Linked DNA regions of Mus musculus: region 1 is linked to region 2. A link is a contact called in public promoter capture Hi-C data. All regions are on one chromosome and are shown on one strand. Each heading gives the region's core, a stretch centred on a gene start, on an enhancer-like site or on the middle of the called end of the contact. The rest is flanking DNA. Distances are from core to core; before and after follow the strand shown.

Region 1 (7,040 bases), core at 1,806-4,305, 59 kb before region 2:
GGACTCATCTCTTTCCTTTTAGGAAATTTGCCACTAGTTCCCTGTCTTCTAACCTCAGTTCAGTGACCTGAACTTAGTTATCTAACTCCTCCTTGAGAAAAATGGTACTTGTGGGTAACCATGTGTCCAGCTAGTAGCATGGTGATCAAGGGGAGACTGGATAGCAATCTACTTGTGTTTAAGATTGTTACTCTGTGTGCGTGCGTGCGTGCATGCGTGTGTGTGTGTGTGTGTGTGTGTGTGTGTGCTATGTATGTGCAGGTGCCTACAGAGACTAGGAAATGACTTTGATTACTGGAGCTGTGGTTACAGGCAGTTGTGAGCTGTGCCACTGGAGGCTGGAAACCAAGCTTCTAGAAAAACAGCAAGCACTCTTGACTGCTGATCCACTTCGCCAGCCCCAATGTTGAAAGCTTTTTAACACAGTTATGCTCGTAACATCTACAAAAATCAACCATTTCCCATGCCGTTCTTCTATTTCGTTTTCAGTTAGAACATAAAATAATGGATTTCAAATGACAGTTTCATACCTAGGTGACATTGTAACTTGCTGGTATTTGCCTGGTCCTCCTTCCCTCCCCCCTTCCCCTCCCACAGCTCTCCCGTGTAATCCTGACTGAAAGCAAGCAATTATTTTTGCCTTCCTTCTCCCTATTATCTTCTCATGTTTCTCCTTTTCCCCTCCTTTAGATCCCCTACCATCTTTCACATAGTCTCCTTTCACATTTTTTGTATATTTATTTAGATTCTACATCTGAGGACGCACATCATTTGTCCTTCTGAGACTAAAAAGACCACCCTCCTTTGTTAAAGTCCACACAAGGACATATCAGATACCACTCTGTTTTATTTCTTTGTGTTATTTGGAGCGTTTTAAATTATTGCTTATTTTTATTTTACACGTATGGGTGTTTTGCCCGCATATATGTCCCTGTACAAATTGTGCGGTGCCTGAAGAGAAAATTAGATCCTAAGAGACTGGAGTTATAAATCATTGTGAGATGCCATGTGGGTGTTGAGAACTGAACCCAGGTCTTTGGGAAGAGTAGCCAGTGCTCCTAACTGCTGTGCCACCCCTTCATCCCTACTTTTGTGTTTTGAGAGTCCGTGAAGCCCAGATTGCCCTTGAACTTGAAATCCCTTTGCCTCTAGCTCCTGAATGGTAAGATTATACAAATATGTGTCACCACTTGGGAGTTCTCTCTTTATCAGAAAACAATTTGATAATAATTCATATTATTGTATTATTTCAAAGTTGATTTCCTGATACTTGTCACTACTTCATTGAAACTGTTTGATTTTTATTAAAACTGTTGATCAATGAAGTTAACGACCGTCAAAGGTATACTTTAAAAACTGGTGTGTCTTAATATTTGGATGCTAAATTTGAGCCAGAGGTCCTAAGTATCTCAGGGCTGGGGAGGTAGCTCCATTGGTAAAGTGCTTGTGGGGCAAGAATGAGGGCTTAGGTTCTGATCCCCAGAATTCATATAAAATGCTAGGCGGGAAGCGGGCTGCACATCCCCGTATTCTCACTGCAGACAAGAGAGGATCCCTAAAGTTTGCTTGGCCCATAATCTAACTGAACAGGTGAGCAAGCTCCATAGTCAGTGAGTGACTTCATCTCAAAAATTAGGTGGAAGGTGAGAGAACACACCCAACATGGACCTAGCCTCCGCATGTACATACACACACACACACACACACACACACACACACACACACACACACACACAATCTCTGGGCTGAGGATGCAGTTCAATTGGTATTCTTCTAGCTTGTACCAAACCCTGTGTTCAACCACTAGAACTATATAAACCAGACACAGAGGGGTGCACACCTGCAATCCCAGTGCTTGTGAGGTACAAGCAGGAGGACCAGAAACCTAAAGTCATCTGTGGCTCTATGGTAAGGTAGAGGCACACCTGGGCTACATAAGACCCTGCCTCACAAAACATAAATGAAACTGTCAAAGCATCTTTACCAACCAGTAGCTCTATCAATAAAACTGCACACGGCTGTCTCGAGATCTTAGCCTATAAGGAAAGTAAAACAGTCCTGAGCAGAAAGCGTCAGAAGGAACTGGTGACCAAGTGCAGCCTCTCCCTGGCTGATGACTGTGTAGGGCTACTCCCTTTCCTCTGTTTCAAAATCTGCAGGTGTGGACACACTCCAGGACGGGACCTGATCCTTTGCTCTGAGGGCTAGTCCCCAAGCTGAGAATACAGATTTTTATATCGTTTTTGAAAACACAGCAGCTTTTCAGAGGTTCCTCTGCTAGTATCTCTCCCTGAGTTCTTTCTCTGAGTGTGCAGAGAGCTTTAGTGCTGGCATTCTCTTCATGTCTTTAGGAAGTACAAGGGGCAGCAACGGTGCAAAATAAGGTCAGTCTCTTAGCTACAAGTGCTACAGAGAGCAGCCACTATTGCAGCATCTTAAACACCACCCGGGAACTCCTCTCATGCCAATCCAGAACTGTGCCCACCTGACAGATTTTTGTCAAACGTGCACAAAGAAGATTGATTGGATGGATGGATGGATGGATGGATGGATGGATGGATGGATGTAGAAAAGAATAGAATGGAAAAGAAGAAGCCCACGTATCATCCACCGGAGCCTTCCTTGGCGGTGAGTGGTCAGTGACTATTTGTCCTGCGTGTTAGCTGTGGTTTTCCTGGCTGGAGAAATTCAGAGCTAGTCCCACTCAGAGCATTCCCTTCCTCCCAGGCCAGAAATCGCTTTGCATAACAGGAAGTCTCCATAAGTAGTGCACCTGGATGATCCAGGAACCTGGCTGGGCTTTCGGGAACACACTTTTAAAGGAGTGCCTGTGGTCCCCGAAAGCCTCTCTGAAGCAGGGGACTCTCTGAAGCAGGGGACTCTCTGAAGCAGGGGACTCTCAGAAACAGGGGACACTCGGAAGCAGGGAAAAGGTGCTTGGAAGAAAAGTACTGTGCTGAGCCACCTGAGGTCGTGCTAGCAGCAGGGTTAGGGCCATCTGAGGTTGCCAGCTCCTGCAGCGGGCGGGGCCGGGCGGGGCAGGGTGCAGACGCTTGCACCTCCTGGGCACCCGCGGTCACACGTGTGACCGAAGCTGGCAAGTGGACACCTCTGAGGCTCGGAAGAGGTAGGATTCCCGCTGGGTCAGGGGCTCAGGGCCGGGAGAAAGGGAGGCACCACCTGGGAAGGGAGGTGAGGATCCGGAGTCGGATCCTCAGGAAGGAGACAGAGAAGCGCTCACTCAGATGGAGGGAGGGTGCTGGAGTGCAGAGGGAGTCTAGTACCTAGGAAGCCGTTGGTTAGCCCCTTCGGGGCTAGGAGTAGTCCTCCTCACCAGCTCCCCCCGGGAGTTGCTCCTCTGTACTGTCCCCGGGGTCCTGGAACGATTCGGGTCCACAGCGTTACTGCGACTAGGTGACTAGGTGCGAAGCCTGGCATTCATTCTCAGGGAAGCAGGCGCTCCACCTTAGGTGGTGTGCCTATTAAGGAGACCTCGAGTTGTTTTCAGGGTGCCAGAATGACTCGCGCTCACTTGCACCCCATCTGTCGCTAAGACTCCATAAATACAGGAACCAGATACATTCCTCAGGCCGGGAAGTCTGATAATGAGAGACGGTTGATAACAGCTCCTCCAGGCCATCGTTTGGCCTCCGCTTCTAAAAGCCAAGAGTAAAGCCTTGGCCTTAGCAAGGAGAGCCTGAAAGTGGGGGCACCTGCCTGAATCCAGAGGGACTGAGTGGAGACAAGGCCCACCGTAATGGGAAAAAAAAAGATCTGTACTTCAGCAGGGAAAGGTGGGGCCTCATAAAATGGAACTTTAAAAGCGTAAGAGCAGTTGCCTCGCCTAAGGTCTCAGCAACGGCTGCTGCTTGCTGCTTCGTTCCATCTTTCCTGCCCCCCACACACTGCTCCCCCTGTCGCCCTTCCCTGGGTTCTATTTGACTTTGGGATTAGCATAGTTATCAAAGCTGGGAAGGCAGATGCATTTTATCTAACTACACACCTATCTAAATAGCTACTATGGTTTATTGTTCACAAGCAACCTACGCTTTCGGTTTTTTTGTCAATATGAGCTTTCTACGCAGTAGAGACTGGATTTTGAACGCCAAAGAGGCAGCTCTTTATGACAGTTTGTTGGCTTAGTAATAATGTGGTCACCTGCTGTTCTATAGTCTCCGGAAAAGACAAGAGACGGATAGTACCGCTGCACTGAATAGGAACCACTGTTTTAACAAAGGATGAGCATCGAGCAAGGTTTTATCTGGTTGCACAGTACCTGTAATAGTATTACAGAAACCAAACGTTCTTCCCTCTTACCAAAGAGCTTCAGTTTGCTCTTGTTTAGGAAGGTGGAAACAGGTACCATGGCGGCACTTTCCTTTGTATTCTGTGGTCCTTTCCCCTGCCTTCCTGGTGGATGCTGCCTCTGATGGCCAAGCTGAAGCTGTTGAATCTCACGGGATGCATCAGTCACTGTATCTGGTGTCTTCCCTGAAATGTTTTTGGCTAAAGCTATGACTTAATCTTAGCAAATGTTACTTTGAGGTGAGCACTGGAGAGGAGAGAGATTAAGAGGATTTCTGAGTCTTCCCATTACTTCAGGATGGTATCAGCTTCATGCTCAGTTGTACAAAGTGCAGACACCATGTATGATCAAGAGACGATCAAAGGTTATCACTCTTTTGCTTGTTGAACACAGTAGGTAAGGACAGCTTTGCCACTTAGAAAGCTACCTTCATAGCTGAAGTACCTGAGATTGCAAAACTTTTTAATTATAGGGAAATAAGTCACTGGTATGTTAACAAAAAATAGGTAGCTATATAAAAACATTTCATTTCCATATGTTTTACAGATGGTCATAAGACAAACAATAAATTGCTTACAACATTGCACCATACTTCAGTGAAAAATCAGAGGACACACACACATGTACTGAACTCTGAACTTTTCTACCCTTTTGACCACCCAGTTCCTTCTTCCTAGCCTTCTCTAGAGCTAGAAATGAAAACAGATTAAAGTTTAACTCTTTAGGTTTCTTTTATTGACATCCTTTAAAAGTAGATGAGCACAAGGCCCATATTAAGAGACCTGAAGAAAATTGAAAAAGTCTTTCAGTCACCTGGATGTGGTGCAGAGTTATAATGTAATGGCAAGCCACAGTGGTCCACAGCCAGGAGTTGGATCTCACAAAGCATCATCAGTATCTTGTGGGTAGGACAGCAAAATGGTGATTTAGAGACCACGGCATGACTTATGTACTAGGAGATAAGAGAAGGATCGCTAGTCCCTATGCAAAGACACTGAAGTCAAGCCATTTTGTACCTGTTCAGTGCTGTCCAGTTATGAAATGGCAGAGCCAAGCTCCAACTAGAATGTTTCCCAGAATATTCCAGTTCATACTAGGTTATTTTGTACAATTATTTTAAGTTTTATGATAGATTATAATTTGTTTCTCCTAAACATTCATATTCATTTTTATATATTGTTTGTTCTTTGAGAATTTCACAAATATATCCAATGTCTTTTGATCATATACATCCCACAATTTCCTCCCTCCAACTCATCCTGGACTACAACACACACACACACACACACACACACACACACTTTCCCTACCAATCTCATCTCTTTTCTCCTTTTTAAAAAAAAACCTACTAAATCAAATCAGTATTCCAACCATTCCTATGACTGTGGTGCCATTCACTGGAGTGTGAACCATCACAGCCCTGAAGGAAAAAATGACAAATCCTCCCCAAGTGGAGCCCAGTAGCCATTGACTGCCAATAGCTCCACAGCTAAGAATGGTATCCCATGTGTCCCTCTGCTGCCCATTCCGGAATGTTGATTGTCTTGACCTTGTGCAGGTCTTCAAGTCTTACACAGGTAACCAGTTACTGTGAATTCATGAGTAGCAGCAATTAAAAAAAAAAAAATCAGTTCTCAGAGCTTTCCCTAACCTTGGACTCTTAAAAACTTTCTGCCATTTCTTCTACAATGTTCCCTGCACCCTGGGTGGGGAGAGAGGTTATATAGACACACATTTAATGCTGAACACTGCATGGTGGTTTATTCTTTGTATTTTAATCAATTGTGTGTCTCTTCACTAATCACTGACCACTGCAAAAAGTAGCTTCTCAGATGAGAGCTGAGAACCACACTAATTTATGGATATGAATGGAAGTATTTAGAAGCCAGTTGATATTTAACTTAACAACAGCAGTAGGCTCTCCCCTAGAGCTCATGATCTCTCCAGCTGCAGGTTCCTGACCAGGGTTATGATACCAAGCATGAGATTCCCACTATGGAGTGATCCTTACATCCAATAAAAAGCAGCCAGTTACCGACACAGCACTCATGCCACTATGACGACATTGGTAATATCCTTCCAGGTCAGTCGTTACTGTTGCTCTCAAGAGTTCACAGCTGAATAAAACTGTTGCCTTTCTGCCCTTGTAGAATGCATAGAATTGTCCAGCACTGTGAAAGCTAGCCGGCTAGGAGAAAACTTCCAGTCCAGTACTGACTTGAATATCCTACAACCAAAGTGTGTGGTGTCTCCACCAATAGGGTCTTACCAGCAGGCTCTGATGGATAATCAAGAGCAATGGCATAGCTTGGGTTGTTTTAGGGATGACTGCTGAGATGTTGCTGCCTAACAACACAAGGGTATCCCATATAGGCACTGGGATTTTTGCTTAATAACTTATTGCTTCTAGAAGAAGCACCATCCCTCCATCTTTGAGTCAAACTTTTTTTTCATTGAGCTTATAAAATAGTACATTCCCATATGGCTTTTTCAAACCTCCTTAGTGTTAGTTACCCCTCCCACAACCCTTCCCTCTGCAATCCCATCCCCCGCCCCTTAATTAACACCTTCCATTATTCCCCCTTTTTCCCTCATATCATCTGTGTTCTGCTTTAAGATATTCCCAAAGCCCTTGGCAATTGTCCATCTCTAGTATCCTGGCTTCTACAGGCACCCCAAGTTATACACGCAAATCTAAGACTAAGCTGAATCCACATATGAGAGTGAGCATGTA
Region 2 (6,888 bases), core at 659-3,158:
TAAGATCAAGAATCCGACAAATGGGACCTCATAAAATTGCAAAGCTTCTGTAAGGCAAAAGACACCGTCAATAAGACAAAAAGGCCACCAACAGATTGGGAGAGGATCTTTACCTATCCTAAATCAAATAGGGGACTAATATCCAATATATATAAAGAACTCAAGAAGGTGGACTCCAGAAAATCAAATAACCCCATTAAAAAATGGGGCTCAGAGCTAAACAAAGAATTCTCACCTGAGGAATACCGAATGGCTGAGAAGCACCTGAAAAAATGCTCAGCATCCTTAATCATCAGAGAAATGCAAATCAAAACAACCCTGAGATTCCACCTCACACCAGTCAGAATGGCTAAGATCAAAAATTCAGATGACAGCAAATGCTGGCGAGGATGTGGAGAAAGAGGAACACTCCTTCATTGTTGGTGGGATTGCAGGCGTGTACAACCACTCTGGAAATCAGTCTGGTGGTTCCTCAGAAAATTGGACATAGTACTACTGGAGGATCCCGAAATACCTCTCCTGGGCATATATCCAGAAGATGTCCCAACCAGTAAGAAGGACACATGCTCCACTATGTTCATAGCAGCCTTATTTATAATAGCCAGAAGCTGGAAAGAACCCAGATGCCCCTCAACAGAGGAATGGATACAGAAAATGTGGTACATCTACACAATGGAGTACTACTCAGCTATTAAAAAGAATGAATTTATGAAATTCCTAGACAAATGGATGGACCTGGAGAGCATCATCCTGAGTGAGGTAACTCAATCACAAAAGAACTCACATGATATGTACTCGCTGATAAGTGGATATTAGCCCAGAAACTTAGAATACCTAAGATATAAGATAAAATTTGCGAAACGCATGAAACTCGGAAAGAACGAAGACCAAGGTGTGGATACTTTGCCCCTTCTTGGAATTGAGAGCAAGGCACCCATGGAAGGAGCTACAGAGACAGAGTTTGGAGCTGAGACAAAAGGATGGACCATCTAGAGGCTGCCATACCCGGGGATCCATCCCATAATCAGCCTCCAAACGCTGACACCATTGCATACACTGGAAAGATTTTGCTGAAAGGACCCAGATATAGCTGTCTCTTGTGAGGCTATGCTGGGGCCTAGCAAACATAGAAGTGGATGATCACAGTCAGCTATTGGATGGATCACAGGGCCCCCAATGGAGGAGCTGAAGGAAGTACCCAGGGAACTGGGGGGATCTGCAACCCTAAGGTAGAACAACAATATGAACTAACCAGTATCCCTGGAGCTCCTGTCTCTAGCTGCATATGTATCAGAAGATGGCCTGGTCAGTCATCAGTGAAAAGAGAGGCCCATTGGTCGTGCAGACTTTATATGCCTCAGTACAGGGGAACGCCAGGGCCAAGAAGTGGGAGTGGGTGGGTGGGGGAGTGGGTGTGGGAGGGTGTGAGGGACTTTTGGGATAGCATTGGAAATGTAAATGAAATAAATACCCAATAATAAATAAATAAATAAATAAATAAATGATTTCATGGTAGGCAAACACATACAGCTCGCTGGTAAAGCATGTTCCTGATGTGTACAAGACCCTGGGTTCAACCCTCAATAGCATAAGACAAAAAGGTGTAACTTACATTTCCTAATAGTTTTTCTCAAATACATTCTGAAATGAAGCCAAAAGCTGTTTCTCTAACTCACCTGAGTGCTGGTGACATCTGGAGCCAGAAACTGAGAGTCCTTGAGCAGTTCACAGATCTCTGCCCGAGTGCCTTCTCCATTAGGCAGCCGAGCTGCAGCATCCCGAACTGACAGTAGAAAATGCAAAATCCAGGAGTCAAGCAAAGCTTCCAATGAATTACAACACCTCCTGACCTGCTCTGGTGGGGCTGAGCTCCCTAGGATAATGGTTCCTGAGCCTCACCGGCCCGGTCAGGGGCACACTGCCCTCTACTGGCCATCAACGCTGCACTGCACCTTCCTACAGGGTTAACACACCTATGGCAAAAGAATACCTTAGAATTGAATAAAGGGGTTCTCATTCCCAAACAGAAAATCACACTCCCATCTCCCAAGGAATGTTGTAGAAGAGAGGGTGAGAAGATTTTAAGAGACAGAGGTTAAGGAGAACTGATAGAAAACAGTACCTTTTGGACCTGACAGGGAGCTGTTGTCCTAACTCTCAAAAGCTGTGGTCACTACACAAGACCTGCCCAAGATCTATCTAGTCACTACTCCAGCATGGATAGGCGGGATCTGAAAGGTTCCATTTCTGACCAGGGCAGCAAGTCGGAGATAATGTCAGTTTTGTTTTGAGGAGAGTAGATTACCCATGCTACAGTGGACATACCCACACCACACCCAGATGCATGCAGGTGACACTAACTGGACTTAGTGGGATACACACAAACATACAATATCCATTTTTAGTGAAAAAGCTGGGAGGGTGTCTGGGAGGAGGGAGTAGAGGGTAGATTAGACCAAAATAATGCATTCATGTATACAGGGAAGGTGAGAGATGACTCAGAAGTTCTATACACTTGGTAAGAAAAGTAGATTAGCACTTCTTTCAGTTATCAACAAACATAAACCACATACTGCTATTATCATGCTATTACAATAGCAATCAAATACTTTTCATGATACAAGTGTAACATACAAAATCACTTACACTGACCCCCACTGGAAATAACAGAAATTAAAACACCTGGCACCTGGTCTTATCACTCAGTATCACAACACAACAGTTTTGCATTTAAATGTTTTAACAATTTAATAATTACTGAAATAGTATCGTCCTTTTCTGTAACTTAAAGTATTTTGAGAATTAAAATGCAAGGGGCTGGATAGCTGACTCAGCAGTTAAGAGCACTGACTGCTCTTCCAGAGGTTCTGAGTTGAATACCGAGCACCCACATGGTGGCTCACAACTAGGTGTGATGGATCTGCTGCCCTCTTCTGGTGTGTCTGAAGGTAGCTACAGTGTACTCATATACATAAAATAAATAAGTCTTTACCCTTCCCCCCTAAAGAAAAATTTTAAATGCAGGTGGGCTGTGGTAGTGTACACCTTTAATCCTAGCACTCAGGAGGTAGATACAGGTAGATCTCTGAGTTCAAGACCAGCCTGGTCTACAGATCGAGTTCCAGGAACAGCCAAGACTGAACAGAGAAACCCTATCTAGGAGTTTGGGGGGCAGGAGGGGAGGGGGATTCAAATGCATCATTTTAACTCTGAGGAGGACTCCATAGGTCTCACTACCAACGGACTCATGATACAAAGAATTCCTTGTTCTTTCATTTTCTGAGACAATGTCATTGTGTGGCTTCAAATTCACTGTGCAGCCTAGGCAGCCCTCAGATTTACAACAGTCCTCTAGCCTCAGCATCCTAAGAACTGGGGTCAGAGGTATGTGTCACTGCTCTCATGAAAAAACATCCTTTGAGAAAGCAAAATCCTATACCTAATGTTACTATTAGCTTGTGAACAGTTTATCAAAACGAAGATGACTCTAGAAAGAAACAGTGACTCTTGCCATCAATCTACCAGGGTAGAATCCACCCTGACATCTCTCAGCTTTGAAAACTTCTAAGACTGATTGATCTTCTAGCCTATCAATGGACAGAGTGAGCAAGGGGGTGGAGTTTTGTACAGGAAGTATCAATTTAATGTGAGGAAAGCTTTGGGTACAAATAAGAAAGCCCTAGTAATAAATACATGCTACATACCAAGAGACAGAATGGTGACATAGGCAGGCCGGTCAGAGCGCAGCAGTGAATGCTCACGAGCCTTGTTGAGGGAGGTCTCCTTGTCAAACACGCCCTTCACTGGCCCCACCACAGACTCAAAGCCATGCATGCGAAAGGTGAATGCCTTATGGGGTTGGCTATACCTGTAACGCTCCTACCAAAAAAAAAAAGGCAAAAAATTGCTATTTCAGAATTAGTGGAGTTCTCCCTAGATCGATCCCTTAGATCGATCAAATGAGACGTCAATACAAGGAGGAAAGGAGTGACCTCACAAAGAACAGTGACCAACCGTAGTGGGAAAAGACAGTCCACAGATGGGCACCCAAAATATGATAAGAAAGGAAAATACATTTTGCTAGCTGGTAAAAAAGATAGTCAAAAGTTTTCTTACCCTTTCACCAAACTATTTCTACCCCAACAAACAGCCTCGACCAATGAACTATCTGGATTGAAGGCTCTGAACCCCAAGGAGTTGAGATCAAGGAAAGCCAGGCTCAGTGCTTCTGTGTCTACTTACTTCTAAGGAGATCTTACCTGTTCTTGAAAAACCCGTTTCTCCTCTCCTGTGCTAGGCCGAACCACATAGTCAGTTCTTCTGGAACATAAAGAATTCTGTGTCATCCGAGAGCAAGAAGGACCATTAGCCCCTTCCTGGCAGTGGTAGAATTCCTCTCTTTCAGAAGTACTCACTCCTGCTCAGTCTGCTCTCCAGCTCCTACCACAGAAACCCGACTGCTTTCCCACATTGCCCTATTCTTAGGATCGCAAGGGTTTGGAATAAACACAGCGAGGGTGGCACCCTCACCTCTGTTTTTCAGCACTGTTGAAAGCCAGCTCAATTTCAAAACAAAAAAGTCACTCTGGGGGAACAAAGCATTTCAAGTCCTGAGTGGGTTTTCTGCCTTCCAAAGAGCCCAGAATTTGAGTTCTAAACCCCCATTATGTGAATGGATATGTGTAGAGTGGGGGAGGGTGTGTTTGTGGGTTACACTAAGGCTGGTCCTCTGCACTGTAATGTGAGCAGGTAGGAATAGGAAAATGAGCTGACTTGGAATGAAGAACACAGTACTACAAGTCAAGGATATGAACATCATGACTTCTTCACAGGCAGACCATCCATCTTTAGAGACCACTGCAGTCAGGAGCCATTCTTACTGAGAGCACATGTGCCCTCCTCAAGTATGTTAAGGCATATGAGTCAGTGGACTTCTGGGTCTCAAGGGTCCATTACAGCTCTAACACACGGGAGCATTGTCAGAAGATCCAGAGCAATCTCAAGCTACGACACGGCTTCCCAGGCATCCACCCACCACAAGAACAATATACTCACACTCGAGGGACAGGTGTCATGGCATCTGAGCTGTCTTCATTTTCCTGAAGAAAGGAAAAATCATTACCAGGTAAATGGGCTAGAGAGTTGTCACTAACTTAGGGGCTCTAACAACCCAAGTAGTAAGAAAGTAAGAGACATACCTTACAGAAGGCCTGGTCTTTGGTTTCCAGCCACAGGTGGAAGAGAGCAGCTAATTCCTTTTCATTATCTTGAGATTGACCTATGGGGTGAAGGTGGGGCACACACAGAAAGAAAGAAATGTAAAGGATTATTCAGAATCCTGCCTCCTCTTTACCAGCTCTACCTATGTCAAAAAGAACCTGTCAGAACCTGTCACTGGCCCTTCCCACACGCTCGTGCCTCTCCTCACTGCCTGGCTAAGCCCCAGGACGTCACTCTTTCAGATCTTTCATTCAGCAAGTATTGAAAGAGTAGCCACTGTGCAGCAGGCAGGTGCATCAAGCTGGGATCACGAAATGAATTCACTTTCTGTCCTCAGAGGTCACGTCAAGTGAGTAATGAGGTCATATAAACAGAGCCAATTCCAGAAGGTAATGCATAGGATGCTACAAAAGTTTACGCCAGGGAAGGACCCTGCTCTTGTAGGTGAGAAAATTCACTCCTCACACTGGCACAGCAGTAAAAAGACCTGCGGCAAGAAGCCTAAGTCGTCACGTGACCTCTTCCTAAGTCACTTTACTCAGATTCCTAGCAGGGTAGCTGGCTCATGATGGTACCCACATCTCTTACACAGGCTACAACCACCATGGGATCAGGACCACAAAGGCAGGCTATGTCAGAAAGGCCAGCTCTGCTCTCAACACAAAATCACAAACTACTTCAGTGATCTGCACTCTGGCCTTTGCAGTACACCCAACCATCAGGCACCGGGTGAGTGCAAGAGAAACAAGCGATGGGCAGAGGACGCCACAGTGAGTACAAGATGAAGAGCCAGCACTGCCACAGCCATTGGACCCTCACGGGTCATGTGTGCTCACACACATAATCTCCCTGCTCTCCACCCTCCACACGTGCAGTGGATGTGAGCCCACTGCTCTGGGGCCACTGTCTCCCTTCCCCCTACTTTAACAAGAAATATAGTTCCTCCTCAGAAACGCTAAGGCACATCTCCATGCTTGCCTGGCTCTCTAGCCACTCCTCTCAGTGACAATCTTCCCATCATTGATTCCTCTCATCAAGGAAAAAAAAAAAAAGCGGGGGTGGGGGGGTAGGCAAAACAAAACAAACCTCTTCAAAGTCTAGACTACTTACCAAGCAATTTCCACTGCTGGGTTTTCTCTTTGAATTCAACAAATGGAGAGAAACTAGAAGGAACCGCTGCAAGAAATAGATCGCATGAACAAGCATAACCCTTACCTTAATACAGACACAAGACTAACACAGACACAAGCTCTGGCACAGCTCGAGTTGGTTTTGTTGTTGATGCCGTGTGTGTATTTCTGTGTGTCAGAAAAGACACCTAAGGTGTGTCTGATGAAAATGGAGAAATCTAGTGCAAGAATTTAGACAAAAGAGGGAAAACATGATAAAATTTCACAGACAAGACCTCACCTCGGCTTTCTCCAGCAAGATACTGCAGAGCAGGCAACACCAACTCAGCCCAGTTGGGGGCAGCAGAGAACCAGCTGTTGAGGGAGCTGGCTGGAGAAGACTGCCAGTCCAAAACTCGATCCTCCAGCTGAGGGAGAGGAAAAGATGGACCACAATTAAGTTTCTCTTTTTTACCAACAATTCCAAGATGTCAGAGCAGGGCGTGTATATCCAGTTTGCCAAATTCCTAAATTAGCTGCAGTGCTGTACAAGGAACCC

Evidence for each region. Promoter capture Hi-C pulls out the DNA fragments that hold promoters and counts their contacts.
Region 1: a contact with region 2 is called in a promoter capture Hi-C map of stem cell-derived epiblast-like cells, with 2.2 times the contacts expected there. The contact joins the promoter of Tmem45b here to the enhancer-like site in region 2. A contact is called at or near these places in 3 of 39 promoter capture datasets (embryonic stem cells, liver and stem cell-derived epiblast-like cells), 12 of 484 Hi-C or Micro-C datasets (embryonic stem cells, liver, morula and 2 more), 3 of 115 datasets of contacts at active chromatin or transcription factors (embryonic stem cells, intestinal villus epithelium and stem cell-derived neural progenitor cells) and 4 of 9 other capture datasets (adipose tissue, embryonic stem cells, liver and 1 more).

Annotation. Positions count from the first base shown.
Region 1 is chr9:31,460,253-31,467,292 of GRCm38.p6, reverse strand. Tmem45b (transmembrane protein 45b) reads left to right here and starts at 3,055. Exons shown (of 6, transcript NM_144936.1): 1 at 3,055-3,127.
Region 2 is chr9:31,400,446-31,407,333 of GRCm38.p6, reverse strand. It overlaps Nfrkb (nuclear factor related to kappa B binding protein), which reads right to left. Exons shown (of 26, transcript NM_172766.3): 11 at 6,631-6,757; 12 at 6,331-6,396; 13 at 5,199-5,278; 14 at 5,056-5,099; 15 at 4,260-4,320; 16 at 3,705-3,879; 17 at 1,677-1,783. Among named protein-coding and RNA genes, the nearest start is that of Nfrkb, 18 kb to the right of the region's middle. Within about 2 kb of position 1,908, at least 5 of the 459 cell types and tissues checked have an H3K27ac peak or open chromatin away from gene starts, as enhancers often do. A contact at or near this core is called in stem cell-derived epiblast-like cells, where this site is marked.